Regions from separate parts of the Hordeum vulgare genome. Here region 2 is linked to region 1. Evidence: chromatin contacts called from public Hi-C data. All regions are on one chromosome and are shown on one strand. The core of a region is the stretch at or near the end of the contact, and the rest is flanking DNA. Distances in the headings are between cores, read along the strand shown. Region 1 overlaps LOC123412747 (ABC transporter G family member 42-like). Region 2 has its middle 95 kb from the start of LOC123409927.

Region 1 (5,178 bases), core at 1,331-3,830:
TTGTATTAAGAAGTTTCATTAGCTTTATAATCAGCGTATACCTCCTTGATCTTGGTTTAAGTTAATTAGATGTTTGAGGTTTGATAAATATGTCAAGAAACATTCATGTAAATTGGAAGTTTTTGTTTGCTTTATCGAGCTCGTATCTTACATGTTTCATTGGTTTCAGCAATTTGTTGATGAAGTTATGGAGCTAGTGGAGCTCGACAATCTGAAGGATGCTTTAGTCGGCCTGCCAGGAATTTCAGGGCTTTCAACAGAGCAAAGAAAGAGGTTAACAATAGCTGTGGAACTTGTCGCAAATCCATCGATCATTTTTATGGATGAACCAACATCAGGTCTTGATGCAAGAGCAGCAGCAATTGTTATGAGAACAGTGAGGAACACGGTTGACACTGGACGGACTGTGGTTTGCACAATCCACCAACCAAGCATTGACATCTTTGAAGCTTTTGATGAGGTGACTAGTGAACATAGAAAAATAGTTTTAAATGATAGTTCAACTTCTCTACGACTAAGTGATAACTCACGATCTTTTCTGCAGTTGCTATTACTGAAAAGAGGAGGCCAGGTTATATACTCTGGGAAACTGGGTCGCAACTCAGAGGAAATGGTTGAATACTTTGAGGTACAGATAGTTTTACACGATGATGATTTTTTTTCAGTGGGAGATACCATATAAATAACTGCAATCAATTTTTTTTATGTCTAATCTTATGTTTAATGCTTAGGCAATTCCTAGAGTGCCTAATATCAAAGATAAGTACAATCCTGCAACATGGATGCTTGAGGTCAGTTCAGTTGCTGCAGAAGTACGCCTTAATATGGATTTTGCTGACTACTACAGGAATTCAGATCTGTACAAGTAAGCAAAACATGTTTTTTGTCGCATGGACCTCTAGTGTTTTCCTCAAATTTTATAATAGACATAGAACTTTATGTAACAAATTTCTCATGGAATACACCGGCTGTATTTCCAGGCACAACAAGTTATTGGTCAACCGGCTAAGTCAACCAGAATCAGGAACATCAGATCTGTATTTTCCTACAGAATATTCTCAATCGATTATAGGGCAGTTCAAAGTCTGCCTCTGGAAGCATTGGCTGACCTATTGGCGCAGCCCAGATTACAACCTTGTCAGATTTTTCTTCACTTTGTTCACAGCCTTGCTGCTTGGCTCCATCTTTTGGAAGATTGGCACCAATATGTAATTACTGTACTTATCTTCATCCTTGACTCCTTAAACCTAATGTATCAGCATCTGAATTTTTGGTGCCCTATGATGCAGGGGAGATGCCAATACTCTTAGAATGGTCATTGGAGCAATGTACACAGCAGTGATGTTCGTCGGCATCAACAACTGTTCTAGCGTTCAACCAATTGTTTCAGTTGAGAGAACAGTTTTCTACCGGGAGAGGGCTGCTGGGATGTACTCTGCAATGCCGTATGCAATTGCTCAGGTAAGAGTAGAGATAATTGAACACGGTGATAGCTGAAGTAGCAAGGTTGTCATTGGCTTTTTTGGGTATCTCAAGCCTTGTGTTTTGCTTCAGGTTGTCATGGAGATTCCTTATGTCTTCGTCCAAACCTCGTATTACACCCTCATCATATACGCGATGATGGGCTTCCAGTGGACAGTTGTCAAGTTCTTCTGGTTCTTCTTTGTCTCCTACTTTTCCTTCCTCTACTTCACCTACTACGGGATGATGACTGTATCAATCTCACCAAACCATGAGGTTGCAGCCATCTTCGCCGCAGCTTTCTATTCCCTATTCAACCTTTTCTCTGGATTCTTCATCCCGAGACCGGTGAGTTCTGTTTCTTGATTAGAATATTGTTGCAGTTCCTTCTCTCTCCTAAGACCAATAACTTTGTTTGCTCTTGCTTTGTCCAGAAAATCCCCAAATGGTGGATCTGGTACTACTGGATTTGCCCATTGGCATGGACAGTTTATGGGCTCATAGTGACACAATATGGAGACCTGGAAGAGACCATCTCCGTCCCAGGCCAATCGGACCAGACAATCAGTTACTACATAACTCATCATTTTGGATACCATAGGAGCTTCATGGCGGTCGTTGCACCGGTGCTTGTGCTCTTTGCAGTGTTCTTCGCCTTCATGTATGCTATTTGCCTCAAGAAGTTGAGCTTCCAACAACGGTAGTAGGAACTGAAAGCCAACAGACAATTTTTGGAACAAACTCTTCTTTTGTCCTTCCATTTTTGCCAGTGTAAATATGGATGTACTTTTTTTTCTTTCTGGATTCCATATTGATACACAAATATGATGAGGATGCATGCAACCTTCCAGGCTTGTATGAGCAACTCTAGCAGGTTCTGTAAAATCCCCATTATGTATGATGAGCGCACTGTAAAGTAATTTTACAGGCCTTGGAGTGCTGCTAGATCCAGATTCTGTAAAACTGCAGTCTCTATAAAATTTCTTATACATGGGACCCACTTTTCAGCGAGTCTCCGTTTCTGCCCTAATTCCCCACTTCCTCTTCTGCTTTTTTTTAGGCAAACCTCCACCAGCAGTAGCTCGGCGGGAGCGAGAGCTGGATGGGCATGTCGAGGACTGATGAGGGTATTTTGCACACGATAGGCCCATGGTGACTTAAAACCCAGCAAATGCCCACGAAGGTCCAAGCCCACATTCGTCAAGTACTATACCTGTTGAAAGGGAAAAGGGGAGCTCCTATACGACGCGTTCTCCGTCCGACTGCAGAGGAAACGCACAGGACGAGTCAGACCTGGGCTGGCTCACTAGTGAGTTACTGTAGCATCAGATCGAAAATACAGTAAAAGAGAAATACATGCGAGCAAATGGTACTACGGATACTGCATTTTGTAAAAGATGAACCTTTTCAAAAATTTGAACTCATTTAAAACTGAATATTTTTCTGAAAACATGATAATTTTTTCAAATATGCCAACCTTTTTTCAAAAAAATTGAACGCCTTTTGATTTCTGCGAACATTTTTTCAAACTTTTTACTATTTTTTGAAAAGGAAACATTGTTTTGAAAGCGCGAACATTTTTCAGAAATATGAACATTTGCAAACATTTTTTCAAATTCCGAAATATTTTTTCAAATTACAGAACATTTTCTTCAAAAATACGATTTTTTTAATAAAATTCCTCGGAACATTTTTTTGAAAAATCTGAAACATTTTGATAAAATTTCCAGAACATCTTTTCAAATTTTGAACATTTTTCTAAATTTTAAAACATTTTTTAAAATTCCGGAACATTTTTTAAATTCCGGATTTTTTTTGAAAATCCAAAACATTTTGAATCAGAAACAGAAAAAAAGAAACAAAAAAGAATAAAGAAAAAAGAAAACAAAAAAACCGGTTCGGGGAATCTTCTAGAAAGCTCCCAAAAACGAAAAAAACGGTTGGAAACCTCTAGAAGGTTCCCAAAACCGGGATCGATGAAAGTGCTAACGGGCCGGCCCAAACCCTGTCGCTCGTTGGCAACTCCGTCAAATAGGGTTTTCTAGGGAAAAGAGGGATTGGTGGAATAGTTGTTTATTGCTTGAGCCTCATGGACATATATATATAGGAGTACATGATCATCTTGGAGTACAAGTCAAGACAGTAACAAATCATAGTCTATCTATGTTTCCTAAACAACCACGATACTCAACATCCCCTCGTAGTCACAACGGTAGCGACGCAGACGGTGAGACTGGAGATGAATCCGAAGGTTAGCCAACGATCATCCCCCCACAGTCGTAACGGACGACGTATCGCGGAAGTTGTGGCTGGAGTGGAAATCGGCGAGGTTGCTCAAGCAAGGTGGTAGCCCTTTGTGCCGATGTCGAGGTAGTCGAGAGCGTAGGCTGGTGTATCCGTGGTCGAGGTAGCCGTGCGAAGAACGCCTTGGTCGATGTCGAGTCGGGGTAGCCGGTGTCGAGGAAGTTGCCATGGAGTCGCGGGCGCAAGGAAGCGCCGAGTTAGTCATGGGCGCAGTGGTGTCGAAGTAGTGATGCGCCGGGAAGAAGACGTAGTTGAGACGCGTCGCACCGAGTTTTCCAAGCCCAGGGACACATCATGGACGAAGGCACACACCGGTGTTGCCAGCATCGCGCATGCGTAGATGGACGAAGTTGATGTTGACGATGCGTTGCTCCAGGTTTGCCAGGCTGGGAACACACCAGGGACGAAGGCATGCGGCGGTGTTGCCAGCACCGGGCATGCGTAGACGGGGACCTGCACACAACTTATACGCCATGTCGAGGAGGCTAGCAGATAAAGGCTCAATGACGGTTGCGGAGCAAATCGGCGGGGGCCGATGTAGTCTGCGGTGGTCGGGGAAGACGACATCGACGTTGGCGATGAGCTGGTGCTGGACAAAGATGAAGGAGGTGGACGGGCGGCACGACTCGGGTGAGCGAGCTGCAGCAGCGCCAAAGGAGAGCACCACCGACGGCCTAATGGCAGCGGCGGTGGCTGGTTAGGAGCGCGACAGCGATGCCCGAAGTAGGCGAGGAAGAGCCCGACATCATGACGAAAACTGGCGCGAACGATGGTATTCCCATGCCGAAGGAGACGGCGCAATGCAGACCATAGGAAGTCGACGCGCGAGGGACGACCGAGTGAACCGCGCGCCACGGTGCTACGACCCGAAGGGGCGACGAAGCGGCAACGCGCGGGTTGGGGCGACGATGGGAAGACCTCGGGGTGGCAGCGTAGACTGCGTGCCGTGGCGCTACGGCCCAAAGGGGCGACGCAGTGGCGGTGCGCGGGTCGGTGCAGCCACGGGATGACTTCAGGCGGCGATGGGGACAGCGTGCCGCCGCGCTACAACCCAAAAGGGTGGAGTAGCGGCAGGTCACGGGTCGATGCAACCGCTAGGAGAACCACACGGCCGCGATGCTGCGGCCCGATGGGGCGATGCAGCGGCAACACAATGCTCGATCGGTGAAGGGGCGCTCTTTACTCGGGATAGTCTTCACGGGAACTACGAAGACGCGCGCAACCGACAGGCAATATCGGTCGCACGGTGTAGCTGAGGTAGATCGTGGATGGGCGGGTGATCAATCCGACCGTGAGCGAGGTCGGGGACGTCGCTCGATGGAGGCAGTGTGACAACGTCCAAGATGAAGCTGGCGATGACGATCGCAGCTGGAGCTGGCAGTCGACCAGAGGCAGCCGGCGAAGCCGACGCAG
Region 2 (5,178 bases), core at 889-3,388, 460 kb after region 1:
GGCACCAACCGACTTGACGATGAGATGGTTAGTTGAGAGAGGACGGAGAGCCTCACATGGGGGAGGTATAGTTAGTTTTTTTTGTTATATGTATAAATATAATTAATTTATTTAATATCTTACTTCAAAAATTATGTTACAAGAAGTACAATGGTTTAAATAGATTTCAAGTCAGACAATTCATTCTAATTTATGGTTATTCAAATTAACTTTCAGTAAAACAATGGGGTTGGAGAGAAACCATAGGTTGTCATACAGTTTGCATATATAACACATACTATGCCACATTTTTTCCAGCAAACACTGGTAGGAAATTAAGTTAATGATTTTGATGAGAGGGCAATTCAATGATGAAAGAAAAATATTTTTATAAGTCAAAAAGTTTCACGAAAGACCTACACATACAAATGTTTGAGTCTTTACATGTTTGGAGAAACCACAGAAAATTCTTGTATACGTGTGAAAAACTTGTTTCATAAATGTTTTTTGGCATAAAACCGTATATTCCGAAGATACAAAGAATGAAATGTGATTTTTTGGATTTGTTTTACATTAAAGTTGTTTTTATGACTTCACTGTTTTATCCTGAGAGCATTCCTTTTATGGGAGATCTTGAGAGCATTCCATTTTGCCAAGTTAGCATCATTGTTAGACTTCTTGAACGTGAAATTGAGTTCAGATTATTGGAATTATTAATATTTTTGTTCTCTCATTAAAGAATTATACTCACGTGTTACATGGAATTGACGTAGTTAGTTAACATTCAGGCCTCTGCGTCATTATGATGTACATAACCATTTTTATTAATTACAGAGTACATGAGAAAAGCAACTCTGACCGAACCATTACACGATATGCAATAAAACACCTATGACTAAGTCAACCTCTTCCATAATAACACCTTCAACAAAGGATAAACGTCATTATGCCATTCTCAGCATATCCTGTCGGAGATGGCTTGGACAAGAATTTCCATCTCGGTTTCCAAAACTAACCAATGAAGACCAACATAACAACAAGTACAGGCAAGAGGTAACAACACAAGTTTGTTGTCGATGAGCCTGACCAATGAATGCCTTCAATGCTTTGCTGGAATGTATTTAAGGCAAATAGCATACTTGAGGAAACATACAATATGCCAGACACGCATGTCATTGGCTTTAAGGAAAGCATCGCGTATTGCAGAAGTTAAGTAGATGCATGATGTATAGTACTTATGATTCGTGCGGAAAATCACTTGAATACGCGGGATTCATCAGGGAAAGGGGGAAGGAAACATGTAACGTGACAGGGAAAGAAAGGCGAGGAGCACCGAAAGCATGTGTTTGGACGGTGGTGGTTGAAATTGACAGCTGAAACCATCCGACCGGCCGGGCTACTTCGCTATCAAATCGCGTGGGTCGTCCTGCTTGACAGCGACGTGGTCGACGGCGATTCGATCATGGTAAGGACACCTTGTTCATATTTCAACGATCGGATTGTACGTGTGTGCCTTGGATATATTTATTTCTCTTTTAATTTCAGTCGTAGTGTTGCGTCTGTCCAAGTTCTGATTTCATATATAATAAACTTCAAATGAAATCGTTGTTTACAAGTGTGAGTGTATGTATATTTCTATTTCCTCTGTACCTAAATACTTATGATTGAAAATAACTGTTTTTTCTAACTATAAGTATTTAGATATAGAAAAAAAATACATACGTCTATTTTTTACCGTGTTAGAAAAAAGAAGACTCACTAAGTGATGTTGGCTTGATCCTCGGACGGCGTGAAGTCGTAGTGTTGAGGAGTTGATGTCAAGACCCTCTCTCTTTCTCCTTTCTCCTCTTTCTTCCCCATGACACAAAAACGCAGTAACACGCTGCTCCACCCTGCTGCTCCAGCTCCAATCACAAGGTGATGGGGCATTATGTTCCTGTTCCTCATACTGCGTCGTTTGTCGTCGTCCGTAGGATCCATGCTGTGAGTGTCCTCCGGTGCATGATTAGCACGTCACGCGGACGGATAGTATACATATTCTCTTGCCCCTGTCTATAATGGAATCGAGCATGGCGGCAACGATCAATAAACATCCGTCCTTGCCGGGAGGCTACCGTTTGTCTTATACAATAGGATGATGGCGAATCAATTAGGATTAGAAGGTGGCAAGGGAGAGACTTCAAGTGGCCGTCACGTCGGGCCAGGCCAGCGTGTACGGCGTGGATGGCATGCATGCACCGCGCGCCCAGCTCGGAGTTTGTTTTGCCGCCCTTTTGCTTGACGTCGCCGCACGTCTCTACCACCTACTCATTGCTGGGATATGCTGCTGAGAGCAACCCTAAATCCAAATAGAGGACGATTTTGTTTGTTTTTCGTCTGTTTGAATTGGTTCGACGGACAATAACGTTCGTTTTAGCGTTTGAATCGACGTATCCGTCCAACGATTGCCCTATCCATTTTTTGCCGGCTCATAAAAAAAGCATTTCTAAAAATAATAAATAAACATTAAACATTAAAAACCGATCACGAAGACCGTCGACAGTCCACTTGTCCCCATTACATTATAATTGGAAAAAGAATAGGCGTCCTCATCGTCAATGGTGAGGTCGGGCTACGCCGGCGCGAGGGCGGGCTGTGCCGCCGCGGCAGCGCTTGTGACGGCGATGGCGCATCACGGGCGCGCTCGTGCGCTAGGCGCATCGCCCTCTTAGAATGGAGGTAGGCGACCTCCTCCGGAAGCAGCGCGCGGGCATAGACGACGGGGGTGTTTTCGTTGTTTTGGCCAGAGCCGGGAACAACACGGGTGTGCGCCTCCGCCGGGGCCCTCTTAGAATGGAGGTAGGCGACCTCTTCCGGAAGCAGCGCACGGGCATAGACGACGGGGGTGTTTTCGTTGTTTTGGCCAGAGTCGGGAACAACACGGGCGCGCGCCTCCGTCGGGGCCCTCTTAGCATGAAGGTAGGCGACCTCCTCCGAAAGCAGCGCGCGGGCATAGACGACGGGGGTGTTGCCGTTGTTGGCCATGGCTGCTGGCTAGGGTAGCCGACGAGAAAACAGAGGGATGGCGAGTTGGGGATAGAGTCTGGAAGCAGATGAGGCTGAACCCCCTCCGCACGCTCAAATTAAAAAAGACCAACCGTGATCGCTGACGTGTGGGTTCGGGGAGGGCGGCCGTCATAAATTATGTTGACCGCGGTGGTTGAAGCGAACATCGCGAGGGCGCGCGTCTGCGCCAACGCATTCCAGTCCCAAATTTAGGTCGAAAATGGGTCGGCGCGGACGCGAAGCGGACACGTTTTAAAAATGGATCGACGCGTTGGACAATCACTTCTGTCCGTATGCCCCTAAACGAACGATGAGGGATGAAATGGATCGCTCGGTTGGAGTTGATTTGAGTGTGTAAACCACATAATTTCTCTGTGCGGAAACACTTCCTATCAGTATACTGATCAGCCATTTTTTTCATACTGGTCCTTCAACCATAGTTCATCTTCTATTTCTAAATAGATGTAACTCATCATCTAATTTCCCTAATCATGCAAGCGTGACACATCAGCGAGATATACATGTGTGCCACATCATTATCATGCCATCAGAATCGTGCATATTATTGCTGAATTATAGATGGGGTTTCGACCAATATAAACAATAATTATTGGTTAATCTATAAGTCCCATGTGGGGTGCATGCCATCCACGTCTTTTTAGGGATCGTGGAAAGTTTAGTGAATATCCTTTTTTTTAGCTAAAGTTTAGTGGACCTCCTATATGATACGCGTTGGATTGGACGCGCACTGCACAGGGATTCTCTCGATTGGGCCAGCCCAACATCATGCAAACAATGATAAAATCCATGTTAAAAAGCACAGGCGTTAAATTGCCGAGCGGACGCATAGGGGACTTCAACTGGGCCGGCTCATTAAGGTAACACAGCGAAAATCGCAAAAAACAGTGCGCGAGGGTTGTATCGAACAAGAGACCTCCTGTTTCTTAGGCAAGCACCTAGCCAACTGAACTAATGACCTTTGTTCGTTTAAAATGCGCGCGAAGCTAATATGCTTCTCTAAAAGGTTACTGATTTCATATTTTTTGAATTTCTGAAATGTAAACAGCTTTTGTATTTATGAACAAATTTTATAAATGTATTTTTTTTAATTTCTGAAAATATTTAAAAATACAAACATTATTTGAATATGTGAACAATACTTGAAATTATGATTCTTTTTGAAAACAAGTACATTTTTTCAAATTTTGATACTCTTTTTGTGAATAGTTTTTGAAATGGGAACATTTTTTAACTTATGCTCACGTCTTAAAACAGGAACACTTTTTGAACTTACATACATTTTCTGAAACGGCAAACATTTTTTAGAAAATGAGGAACATTTTTTAAACTTCACGACCATTTTAAAATCATGAATATTTTAGAATTAGAGAACAAAATATGAACAAGTTTTCAATTTTTGATTTTTTTTAAAACAGCAACATTTTTGGTAAAACAGGAACATTTTGTTATAAAATGTGAAAAAAGAACATTTTTTGAAAATTGTGACCAATTTATGAAAAATGGAACATTATTTAAAAAATCATGTAGTTTTTTGAATGGGAGAACATTTTTGGAAACCCGGACACTTTTTGAAAATATGAACACATTTTGGAAGCCGGAACATCTTTTGAAGCACGAACATTTAAATATAAATTGTGAACAAAATTTTGAACACGGGAATATTTTGTGAAATACAAAACAAAAATTAGAAAATGTCAAACAAAAAGTAAAAAAAGAAAAAAAATTGAAGTAAAAATGAAAAACGAGACAATAAAATTTTTTGAAATGGGAATATTTTTTAACTTATGTGCACTTATTTAAACAGGAACTTTTTTTCAAATTTCAGAATATTTTTCTGAAAAATTCGAAACATTTTGATAAAAACGTCACAACTTTTTTCAAAATTATGAAACATTTTTTAAATTCTGGAATACTTTTACAAAGTTACGGAACATTTTGCCAGATTCCGGAACATTTTTTTAATTTCCGAAACATTTTTTAAATTCTGGATCATTTTACAAATTCCCGAACATTTATAAAAATTCTGATAGATTTTTCAAAATGCAGAACATTTTTTCAAATTTTGAATCATTTTTTGAAAATCCGGAACATTTTTGATACAGAAACAGAAAAAAAAAGAAATAGAAAAAAAGG

Evidence for each region. A called contact is a pair of places that touch in the nucleus more often than the background predicts.
Region 2: a contact with region 1 is called in a Hi-C map of seedling, with 3 times the contacts expected there. The contact joins two enhancer-like sites. A contact is called at or near these places in 2 of 6 Hi-C or Micro-C datasets (leaf and seedling).

The regions. Positions count from the first base shown.
Region 1 is chr7H:517,524,866-517,530,043 of MorexV3_pseudomolecules_assembly, forward strand. It overlaps LOC123412747 (ABC transporter G family member 42-like), which reads left to right. Exons shown (of 21, transcript XM_045105681.1): 15 at 170-460; 16 at 545-628; 17 at 732-865; 18 at 981-1,208; 19 at 1,290-1,461; 20 at 1,555-1,809; 21 at 1,896-2,472. The coding sequence ends at 2,165. Among protein-coding and RNA genes, the nearest start is that of LOC123412747, 19 kb to the left of the region's middle. Within about 2 kb of position 2,581, at least 3 of the 3 cell types and tissues checked have open chromatin away from gene starts, as enhancers often do. A contact at or near this core is called in leaf and seedling, where this site is marked.
Region 2 is chr7H:517,987,518-517,992,695 of MorexV3_pseudomolecules_assembly, forward strand. No RefSeq gene overlaps it. Among protein-coding and RNA genes, the nearest start is that of LOC123409927, 95 kb to the right of the region's middle. Within about 2 kb of position 2,139, at least 3 of the 3 cell types and tissues checked have open chromatin away from gene starts, as enhancers often do. A contact at or near this core is called in leaf and seedling, where this site is marked.